Regions from separate parts of the Lactuca sativa genome. Here region 2 is linked to region 1. A link is a contact called in public Hi-C data. All regions are on one chromosome and are shown on one strand. Each heading gives the region's core, a stretch centred on a gene start, on an enhancer-like site or on the middle of the called end of the contact. The rest is flanking DNA. Distances are from core to core; before and after follow the strand shown. Region 1 holds the start of LOC111905165 (probable glucan endo-1,3-beta-glucosidase A6). Region 2 holds the start of LOC111905144 (receptor-like kinase TMK4).

Region 1 (5,323 bases), core at 1,768-4,267:
GGAGGAGAAGAATCTTGATGGGGATTGGTGATTCCATTGGTGTAATGGGACTTCTTTGAGTTTTTTGTATTTCCCACTTTGAATGCACTTTATATTAATGGTTGCAAGTGGATGCCACAATGTTGGTATAAAGATACCACTTCACCTAACTTTGAATTCATACACTATGTTTTTTTTTCCTTAAAAAGTTATATGCGTCTTTTGAAACTACACTTGAGGTTTTTTATGTGACATAGATCCTATGTTTACGAATTTTTTTAACTAGATCTAATGTAAATATATAATTTTATTGGCAATTTAAGAAAAAGTAATTGAAGAAAAATAATAGGGAAAATGACTTAGGAGGGTAACTACCTCTTATCCGTGTTCATATATTAGCAACTTCTTCTTTTTTGTACATAATAAAGCAACTAACCTGTTTTAACTGTTTAAATTACAACAATATTACCGACTAATACCTGTTTTAACCGGTGACTCAAAGGGAAAATGACTTAGGAGGGTAACTACCTCTTATCCGTGTTCACATATTGGCAACTTCTTATTTTTTGTACATAAGAAAGCAACTAACTTGTTTTAACTATATAACATCCTAAAAATCATGACCAAAAATTTCGTTTTTAATTTAATACTAAAACCATAATTGTCAAACCATTAATTTAATACTCCGGCATTAGGCCCCGCCTGGCATCGAGCCCGCTCGGTATACATATCTGTCTCTCTTAGGCCCCGCCCGCTAAACACATACAATCATATAACATGCTAACACATAAAGAAACATACTCTATTGTATCCATGTCCTAAGAAACATTCTCTGCTAATAATGAGATACAGAACATCGTCCGTACTCAACTAGTGATGAGATACGGGACCTCGCCCACACTCACCTCTTTACCAGACACATACAAGTATCACATAGACAACAAGTATAATCTAACATGCAAACATTCCTCGGGCACCCGCCCGACATCAGACCTTGGTCTGGAATAACATACTAGCATACAATGCATAGGGCTAACCCCCGGGACTTTCTACTTATAGACTACATGGGCTGGCATTGTGGCCTTAGACCCATTCACACAGTGAGGAGACTCACCTTGCACTGCTGAAGCCCTGGCTGGAACTAGCTGAGTACGGACGAAGTTCCGTATCTCATTATTAGCAGAGTATGTTACTTAGGACAGCGATACAGTAGAGTATGTTTCTTTATGTGTTAGCATGTTATATGATTGTATGTGTTTAGCGGGCGGGGCCTAAGAGAGACATATCGGTATACCGAGCGGGGCTCGATGCCAGGCGGGGCCTGATGCCGGGCGAGGCCCGATGCCGGAGTATTAAATAAATGGTTTGACAATTATGGTTTTAGTATTAAATTAAAAACGAAATTTTTTATCATGATTTTTGGGATGTTACACAGCTAAAACAAGTTAGTTGCTTTCTTATGTACAAAAAAATAAGAAGTTGCCAATATGTGAACACGAATAAGAGGTAGTTATCACTTCAATACAATTGATTTAGACAACTATCTACTATTGACCCTAAGACTTTTTTGTAAGTATAATGTACAAAGTTCTATAGTGTATAATAATCACTTTAGTGGCTTAAGTGAGACATGAAAAAGTACGTTTTTATTCTATAAAATTAATCCTTTAGATATATGACACTCATAAAATTTCCTTAATACCTTAATGGTGTAAGAATCAATTTTCGAAATAGAAATTACAAGGGGTGTAACTATTAATTTTCTAAATATATAAAATAGCGTATTTTGGATTTTTGGTGGAAGAATGAAAATCGAAATCCTTTCACCCATCCCTAGGTCCGACAAAATCCATCAACCATAGAATTTGAAGAATACGATGGAATTGAATTTCCTCAATTTAAAATAAAATCTCAAATTCCAATTCCGAATCCAAAACCTTACACACCTTTAGAATCAACAATCATGTCTTAACTCTTATACGCCTTTCCACTCAAGTCCACTTCATAAACCGGACTCCCATCCGGATGCAACAACCCCCAATGCCTCTCCGATTCCGGACCAAACTTTTCATTCTCATCATACAATGAAAAAATATAAGTCGGAATCACAATTCCGGTTCTAGCCGGGGTTCCCTTTGGTGGGACCATGGTCATTTTTCTTACAATATTCCGGTTATACATTGCGGCATTCTCTCTATTCGCTCCAATTCCACCTTCATGTGGCCAACCGGTTTCGGCTACACCGATCTTCACATCATTGTAGCCCAGTTTAGCCATCGCGAAAACCACGGAATCAAGCATTTGATCCAAAAGGTTCGTGTAGGTCAACCCACTCATCGGGTCCATATATATTTGATGTCCACCAAGTAAAGCATAATCAAGATTTATACTCGCCGGATTATCCGCCCATGAGAAATACGGGTAAACATCCACGAAAAAAACCGAATTCGACTCGCGTAAAAACTCAAGTAATGGGACAATTTCGTGGACGATTTCGCCCCTAAATTGTCCGCTCGAGGGTGGAAATGTGTTCTCCATGATGTCCATAGCGAGAGGGGTACTGATTTGGATATTGCTAATCCCTTCGGTTGTAAGGGCGTCGCGAATCCGTTGCATGGCGGGGACAAGATCGTCCATTATTTGTCGATCTTGATCGGTGCTCGAAAAACTTAACACCTCATTTCCAACAAGGATAAATCGGATCATGGTTTCAGGGTAATGGTTAATGACATGTTCAAAAACCCATTGATTTGCAAGTTCTTGATTTCTAGCAATGGCGGATATTTCATCGTTCGTGACCATTATCATGACTTCGAGTTTCGTGCCGGATAGTAGTCGGAGGATTTCTGGGTCGGCATCGTAGAGTTTGACCCGACCCGCTTTTAGGGTTTGGAGCAGTTCGATGGATCGAGATGGTGATGGGAGGTTGTTACCTACTCGGCCGAAGTTTACGCCGATTTTGGTTGACGATATTGCCCTTGAGAAAGCAAGGAGATAGAGGAATGTGAGGGGTAGAATGGTCATTTTGGTAAATGTTGTGTTTTTTCATGAAATGGTGAGGGTGAGATATAAGGTGGCATATATAGCGAAATAGGGTTGAGGAATGTGTGGGATTGTTGACCTACCTACGAATCTTTAAGGCTTAAAGGATCCAAAGGAGTGGGAAGTTAGAATTTTTGTAGTTTATAGATATGAAGGTGAAGAAGGCAAAGGTTATGATTTATGTGTGAAGCTTTGTTTAACCCTTTTGGTTATGTTAATTTCATTTAAGTTCCTTGGTTATGAAATATAGGCTAACGTAAGGTGTTCTCTCCAAAGATATTAAAATAATGCGCATAACATGCATCTAAGCATATGGTGCTTTTTTGGGATGAGTATTTTATATGGTGATTATTGGATTTTTATAAGGAAAAGGGAATGTAAGCAATAATGCTTATCCATGTGTGTGAGCATCAGTGTTTTTGAATTTCTCAAGTGTTGTTTTTGTCTATTTTTTAACATTGATTTCATCAATTTTTACTGATTGTTGTCGATCTTAGATTAGTTATTATCAATTTTATTTTTCTTCAAACGAACAGAGTAAAGGATCTATGAAAGACATTGAATACAATGATTGAACACGTGACCTTAGGGCTCAAGCCTCAAGGGAGCGGAAAGCCCATTGAACAGGATAAAGTACCATAACCATAGTACAAAATGGGCTCAACTTAATTATAAAATGGGCTGAATTTACACTTTCTACTTTGCACTTGTTTATAGACATCGCTTAGTTAATTTGTTGGTTTTCTTCTCTTGTAGGTTTCGGGACAAAAGACGAATTTTCAGACAACTTTAACATCTCCGACGAACCTCCGGTCATTTCTCCGGCGATATATGATTTTTCTGGCGAACTTCATCTTCATCTTCATATGAAAACATATATATCATTGATTTTCGAACAACACTTTATGTTCTTGTTCACATTGCAATACAGATCCACCTTATAAAAAATGCTCACCGGAAACCTAACCTTAATCAGCGCGACTTCACCTTAGTCTGCTCCTGTTTCTTGTTTCTTGTTTCTTGCTGATTTATGTGGTCCGCGTGTGTTGTTTCTTGTTGATCCCAATTTTCTAGCTTGTTTCTAATATAAAGTCACAAGAAATCTAAACAAATCTCATGAAAACATATGAAGATTAAGTTGAAGTTCGCCGAAAAAATCATATTTTGCCGGAGAAGATGACCAGAGGCTTGCCGGAGATGCCACAATCACCGGAAAATCCATCTTTTGGTTGAAAACCTATAAGATGTCATAAGGACGTAACGTGGACAAAAGCAACAAGTTAACTGATGTATTTTGAAAAAGAAAAACAATAGTGACAAAACATGTACAATACAAAAACAATATTATCCTTTAAAGTCGTTATGCCTTCATAGACGAAACTTACACATATAGATTGGTCTTGGATCGGTCCTAAAAAAAATCAAATCCGAACTAAAATAAAATCGATCCAAGAAATACCTGACTGAAAAAAACCATCTGATACAAGTCCAACAAAATACCAAAATGCTCTGAGACCGGTCCAAAATTAGATTGTTCTGACTTCTAAGACCAATCCAAACCTAAATCGTTTTGAGACAGGTCCTAAAAAAATAGAATGTCAAGTCTCAAAGACTATTAATACCACAACTCATTTTATAGATAAGCTGCTATCTTTAAATTATAAGATTGTTAAGTAATGATAGATCTCAAACTATAATATAAACAATATGTTGATAACTTATTTTTATTGTTAGCTATATAGTAATATGACTTTTTATATAATAAACCGTAACAAAATATTTTTGATGGGTAAGTGAGAAATTTTCATTTAATTATTTTGTTTTCTTTAATTATACATATATAGTTTAATTCTATTCAAAACATTTTCCTTGTATGTGTATTGCTATATTCCTTAGATGTTTCTGATACTTGACAATTTTTGTGCACCTCTAGACGAAACCTTTAATTTTATGTTATGAAATGGAGATATGAATGACTTGATTTGGGTAAAATGACATTCAAGTTGGAAAGTTCGGTTTTTATAGTTTGTTAAATCCTCCGATTTCAATATTTTCGGGTTTGCTGTTCTTCTTTTGGTTTGTACTTTTTGGGTTTTCGGTTTGAAAACAACTTTTTTCCAACCTATGGGTTTTCAATTTTCAGGTTTAAACAAAATATTTTAAAGATAAAGACCCAAAACCTCTATTGTTCATAAAGAAAAAAGAGTACTTAAGATATATTTTGTTCTGTATTAGTAGTATCAAGTTTGAATCCAAATTTTAAGTATCCTATAATTATACATGTGTGTTGGCTTTTAAAAAA
Region 2 (5,335 bases), core at 58-2,557, 240 kb after region 1:
TAATGATAAACTTCTTAACGAGGTCAAATTTGCGAACGCCGGTGAAATCGTACCTGAGAGCTTCTGCCTCGATAAGCTCACGGAGGTGACATTCTTCCCGGAAGAATCACAGCTAACGAAGCTCCAGCTGTCGCAGGCGTTGTTTCCTTGCCAAGATTCCGCTAACGACATCGGATATCCAACTGCTCCGGCGACCTCGAGGAGCGCCGTTACTTGTGGATCACATGGTCCCGGATTAGGTGAACAGAAGCTATTGGAAGTGATATCGGAGGTGACATTAGAGCCAAACACAGGCAATGGACCTTGCAACTTGTTGTTTCGTAGAGAAATCTTTGATAATTGGGGAAGAGACATCAGCGACGGAGGAACGATTCCGGTGAACTGATTATCCCGGAGTTGTAAATCGTTCAGATTAGTGCATTTCGAGAGATCCGGAATAGCACCGGTGAATGCGTTAGCTTGTAGCCATACTTGAGAAAGTTGTGTCATTGAAGAAAGCACATCAAGGGTACCAGAAAGTCCACTTTCTTGATTGTTGAGCCATAGATTCTGGATTTCGGAACCCCCAAAAGTCTTCGGTAGGTTTCCGGTGAGATTGTTGTAAGACAGCCGGAGGTTCTGCAAATTAGGGAAACTATCAAAGATGTCCGGGATGGATCCCATTATCTTCGCGTTACTCGCCTGAAACGTCTGCAGATTGCTGCTATCCGTGAGATGATTGGGAAGAACCCATGGAGACAGATCTAAGTTGTCTGAAATGCTAAAACTCTGTAGATTCGTCAGACCCAGAAAGAAATCCGATGGGATAGAAGTGAAGTTATTGCCATCAAGGAACACTGATTCGAGGAAAGTGAGATTCGCTAAGGTAGGTAAATCGCCGGAGAGGAAGTTGCTTTGTAGGGCGAGGGTTTTGAGTTGGGAGAGCTGGTTCAGGTCGGAAGGGAGGTTTCCGGTGAGAGATTTGGAAGCGAGATTAATGGCGGTGACACGTTTGGGATTGGAGTTGTCACAGTTGATTCCATTCCATGAACAGAAATCAGTGCCTGTCCAGCTTGATGGGGCGGGAGAGATGGAGGCGGCGAGCTTAGACATGACGGCGGCATCATCGGCGGTGGAGAAAGAGAGGATGAGGAGGAGACAGGAGAGGAGACAGAGGAGGAGACGGTGGTTGGCAACTTCATGTGCCATTGTTGTTGACTGGGGAAGCCTTGAAGTTATGGTGGGTGAAGCCGAAGCTGTGAAGAGACCATATATGGGAAAAGACAGCTGCGTTTGTTTATTTCTTTGTCCGAGAGAACCAAAACCAACGCGTTGTTTCAGCTTTTTTTTTCACCGTTTTGACCGCACTTGTCTTTCTATCTTATTTTCAAAAATTACCTCAAAGATTAGGCATCCTTCATATTTGGTCCCTCCGTTAATTATTCGGAAACAAATCTTGGAATGGTTTTAGGGGGTGTTTATAGGATTCTTTTTTAACTCTCATAGTGTTTTTAAGTATTTATTGATTTAAAGTGGTAAATAATTTATTTTTAAAAAAATGTTTATGGTAAAAAACCTGATAAGCTAAAAAGTATTTGGTTTAAAATCTTATTTTTGAAGTAATTTTGGTTAAAAAAATCCAAGTTTTATATGTTTTTTAAAACATGTTTTTGAAGCTAATGTAAAAGTTATTCTGAAAAATGTTTTTGTGTTTGCCAATCTCTGGGCCCCGCCCTTGTCCTGCTACTGATGAGTCATGGAATCCCGTCCATACTCCTGCTGATGGTGAGGTACGGGCCCAGCCCACCCTCACTCTTTCCCTAACTTGGGCCTTGCCCCTGATCTGCTGCTACTGAGATGTGGAACACCATCCACATTCTACTATTGGGGAGATACGGGACCTTGCCCACACTCACCTCCCTACCAGGCACATACAAGTATCACACAGATAACAAGTATAAACTATCACATAAACCATTCCTTGGGCACCCACCCTCTATCCTTGGACCTCGTCCCGGATATCATACTAGCATACTGTGCCTAGGGCTAACCCCCGGGTCTTCTACTCATAACTACATGGGCTGGCATTGTGGCCGTAGACCCATTCACACAAAGGGAAACTCACCTACACCGGCTGAACTGGCTGATGAACCCACTAGCTGCTGCACGGCAACTCTCTGAACCCCTGCTCCACTCGGTCCCTGAGCTACCAATATCAATGCAACACTGAGTCTAACCGACCCCCGAAAGACAACCAAGTCAACTCCGGTCAAAGTCAAAGTCCTCGTCAAACTCAATCCTCCATGTCAACCCTACTCGCCGAGTCATCCTATTGACTCGTCGAGTTCATATGTTCAGAGTCCTATTCGCGACTCGACTTGTCGAGTCAGTCCATGACTTACCGAGCCTACCGATTTCCGAGTCCTGACCTGTCCAACTCACCGAGTCTCCAATCGACTCACTGATTCGAGTCTAAACTCGAAGGGTTTGGGGTTTCGCAACCTGACTCGCCGAGTCCAAGACAACCTTCAACAGACTCGCTAAGTTGTTCATCCAACTCGCCGAGTTCCTGCCCAACTTCATCGGACTCGACGAGCTGTTCATCCCACTCGTCGAGTTCCTCCTCATCTTCATGCTGCTCGCCGATTCTATTCAGATCTCTATACATGCAGAGGACTTTTGAGTCATGCATGGACTCCAAACTGTAGATCTACCCTTCCCAAGCCTATTCCTCACGTAAAGTTGCAAACTTTATGTGTAGAGAAGGAGATCTAGGCAAAATACACCATAAACTAGGGTTTAAGGCAAAGAGGCTCCATAATCAACTCAAGGGCTGAAACTTTATGCTTTCCAAGACCAAAATACACTTAGATCTGAAGTAGCAACTTCAGATCCGGCTTCCAACTCAAATGGATCACTACTCATGGCTAAAAGCCCCAAAACTCACAACCAAAATAGATCTAAAGGAAGGGAAACGACTTAATACCTTCAGATGTTCAGAAATATCTTCCCAATCTCAGATCTATAGCCCCCTCCATGCACCTTCAAGATCCTTCTTCCTTCTCCAAGCTTTAATGCACTCCTCAAGACAATAATTAGCTCAAAAATGGATATGGAGGCTAGGGTTTGGTGTTCTGGGTTAGAGGGGCTGTAAAGGAACCCTAAGGGAGAGAATGAGGCGCTTAAATAGGCCCCAAGTCCCAAATTTAGGGTTTTCCTCGAACAGACCTGACTCGTCGAGTCTCCTTGGCCAACTCGCCGAGTCGGTCACTTACTCCTCGACCCGGATCCCGCTTGGACTCGTCGAGTCCCCCTTAAAGTTAGGGTTTTCATTCCTTTCTTGGCCTTCAAAAACTTTGGGTGTTACAACTCTCCCCCACTTAAACTAAACTGCGTCCTCGAAGTTTGCTATGGCCCACCGCCTGCGATCTGCTTTCATAACCCACCAATCATCCCAACACCAGTTGCCTACCTTCGTTGGTCTTCCACCCGGTCATTCTGACTAACATAATCCTTGCGGATAAAAAGCTCCGGTCGAACCTGACCCTGAACATCTTGGAAACACAACTTACTCGCCGACAATCCTTCTAGTACTCCCCGAGTACTGCACTGAACCTATAGGGGTTCACCCCTTCTTCCTCATGTGATTCCCTTGCCTTCCTAAGGCGATGCTCCAAAAACAACTATCTCCTCTGTCACTGTGAAGATCCTATCTTCACCAATCCATTATTCCCGCTAAATCCAGTACGGGTCATCACCGCCAGTAACCACTGACACTCCTCTCTGTCATAACTTGGTGTCGAGCACCCCTTGACTCAACTAACTGAATTCCACCATAAGCCGTTTACCCGCACTACTTCTGACTAGAAATTTCTGCCATTCCTCATCTGCCTTCCGGATGAACTGAGACCACTCTGGTCACTACCAACCTTTCAATATCTGGACTACCGGCTCCCACCAGTAGCTAGTCCCAACACCTCCACTAGTCTCTCCCAGCGACTTCCGAAGAACTTTGACCACCTATAACTGCTCAATCTATTCTGCCATTCAGGCACTACAAACCTGGGATCCCCGATCCCCTAACTTGACACTAAGGTCCCTACCAGGTCCCACCTGTGCTGCTAAAACTCACGGGTCTCGCCCACGGGTCCCACTCGCCTCTATCCTTCTAGTCTTACTAGTCTAAACACTCTCGCTCGGGCCTCGCCCACGGGTCCCACCCAGCCACACTACTGAGCAACCCTGCTCTCAGGTCTCATCTACACTGCTAACCTCATACGGGCCTCGCCCACGGGTCTCACCCAACTATATCTTGGAGCGGCCTCTCCCAAGGTCTCACCTCTCTAGGGCTATACAGGCAGACTCCCTATCATCCTCGTTCACTACCCATTCCTGATCCCTATCTGATCACTAGGAGGTAAGGGCCTCGCCCCAACTCCGCTAACGAAGCTACTAAGGAATGCTACGACTTACCCGTAGTCCTTCATCACCATCCATTGCTGACTGCTAGTGAATGCTATGGCTGCCCCGTAGTCTTACAACAATTCCACCACTAACTGCTAATACAAAGGCACCCATGTGCCATTAGCTCTTAAGATCCTCATTTCGACTCCCTCGAGTCCTACGGGCGATTCACAACCTGAATTCCCAACCATGTACTAACCATTTCCATCACACACACTAGCTGATGGGGAGTTTCTCAAACTCCCAACCCTGAAATCCTCAATCCATCAAACGCTGAACCACTTCTTTTCCTTCTCGGAGGTCGCGCACTCATTCTGGGTCTGCGTGCTCCTACCTTTGCACACTCGGAGGATTCTCCCCCACTTCGATCCTGCTTACCCTTTGTTGCTCAATACTAAAAAATAAATCCCAATTCTTGCTACCATTCCATAATCAATCTGCTGAGGAACCCAAGCTCACCATAGCTAGGGATCTAACCAATCCATCTCTAACACTATACAACTCCGATCTAGCGAGACATACCAAGTCCCTCCCAAACATGCTACAGTTACTGCATCCTATGTAACCTTCTCCAATAGGGCACATCCCCTCACTACCATTCAAATAACCAAGGTATGCAGATGGCATATAACTCGATCACAATCAGTTGCTCAAAAATAAAATACTCATACCGATAATGATGCAGAACCATAACAATATAATCATGCACAAATAAAAGAACTAAAAATAGAAATCGCATACCTGCAACGTCCGGTGCTGATCGCGCCTCTAAGGTAGTCATCTGAAAAGCTCTGCCTCCTACCGCAGGCGCCTCTACACGGCCCTGACGGCCGTCTGTGATCCTCAAAGTTGCAGGAGCAGGTGCCATCACCCGTCATGCTGAAACAAATTG

Evidence for each region. Hi-C and Micro-C count contacts between places; a contact is called where the count stands out from the background.
Region 2: a contact with region 1 is called in a Hi-C map of leaf, with 7 times the contacts expected there. The contact joins the promoter of LOC111905144 here to the promoter of LOC111905165 in region 1. A contact is called at or near these places in 2 of 4 Hi-C or Micro-C datasets (both in leaf).

What each region holds. Positions count from the first base shown.
Region 1 is chr2:119,048,742-119,054,064 of Lsat_Salinas_v11, forward strand. It overlaps LOC111905165 (probable glucan endo-1,3-beta-glucosidase A6), which reads right to left and starts at 3,018. Exons shown (of 1, transcript XM_023900835.2): 1 at 1,948-3,018. The coding sequence starts at 3,018. The coding sequence ends at 1,948. LOC111905166 (protein RALF-like 32) reads right to left here and starts at 81. Exons shown (of 1, transcript XM_023900836.3): 1 at 1-81. The coding sequence starts at 37.
Region 2 is chr2:119,293,964-119,299,298 of Lsat_Salinas_v11, forward strand. It overlaps LOC111905144 (receptor-like kinase TMK4), which reads right to left and starts at 1,308. Exons shown (of 2, transcript XM_023900816.3): 1 at 1-1,308. The coding sequence starts at 1,188.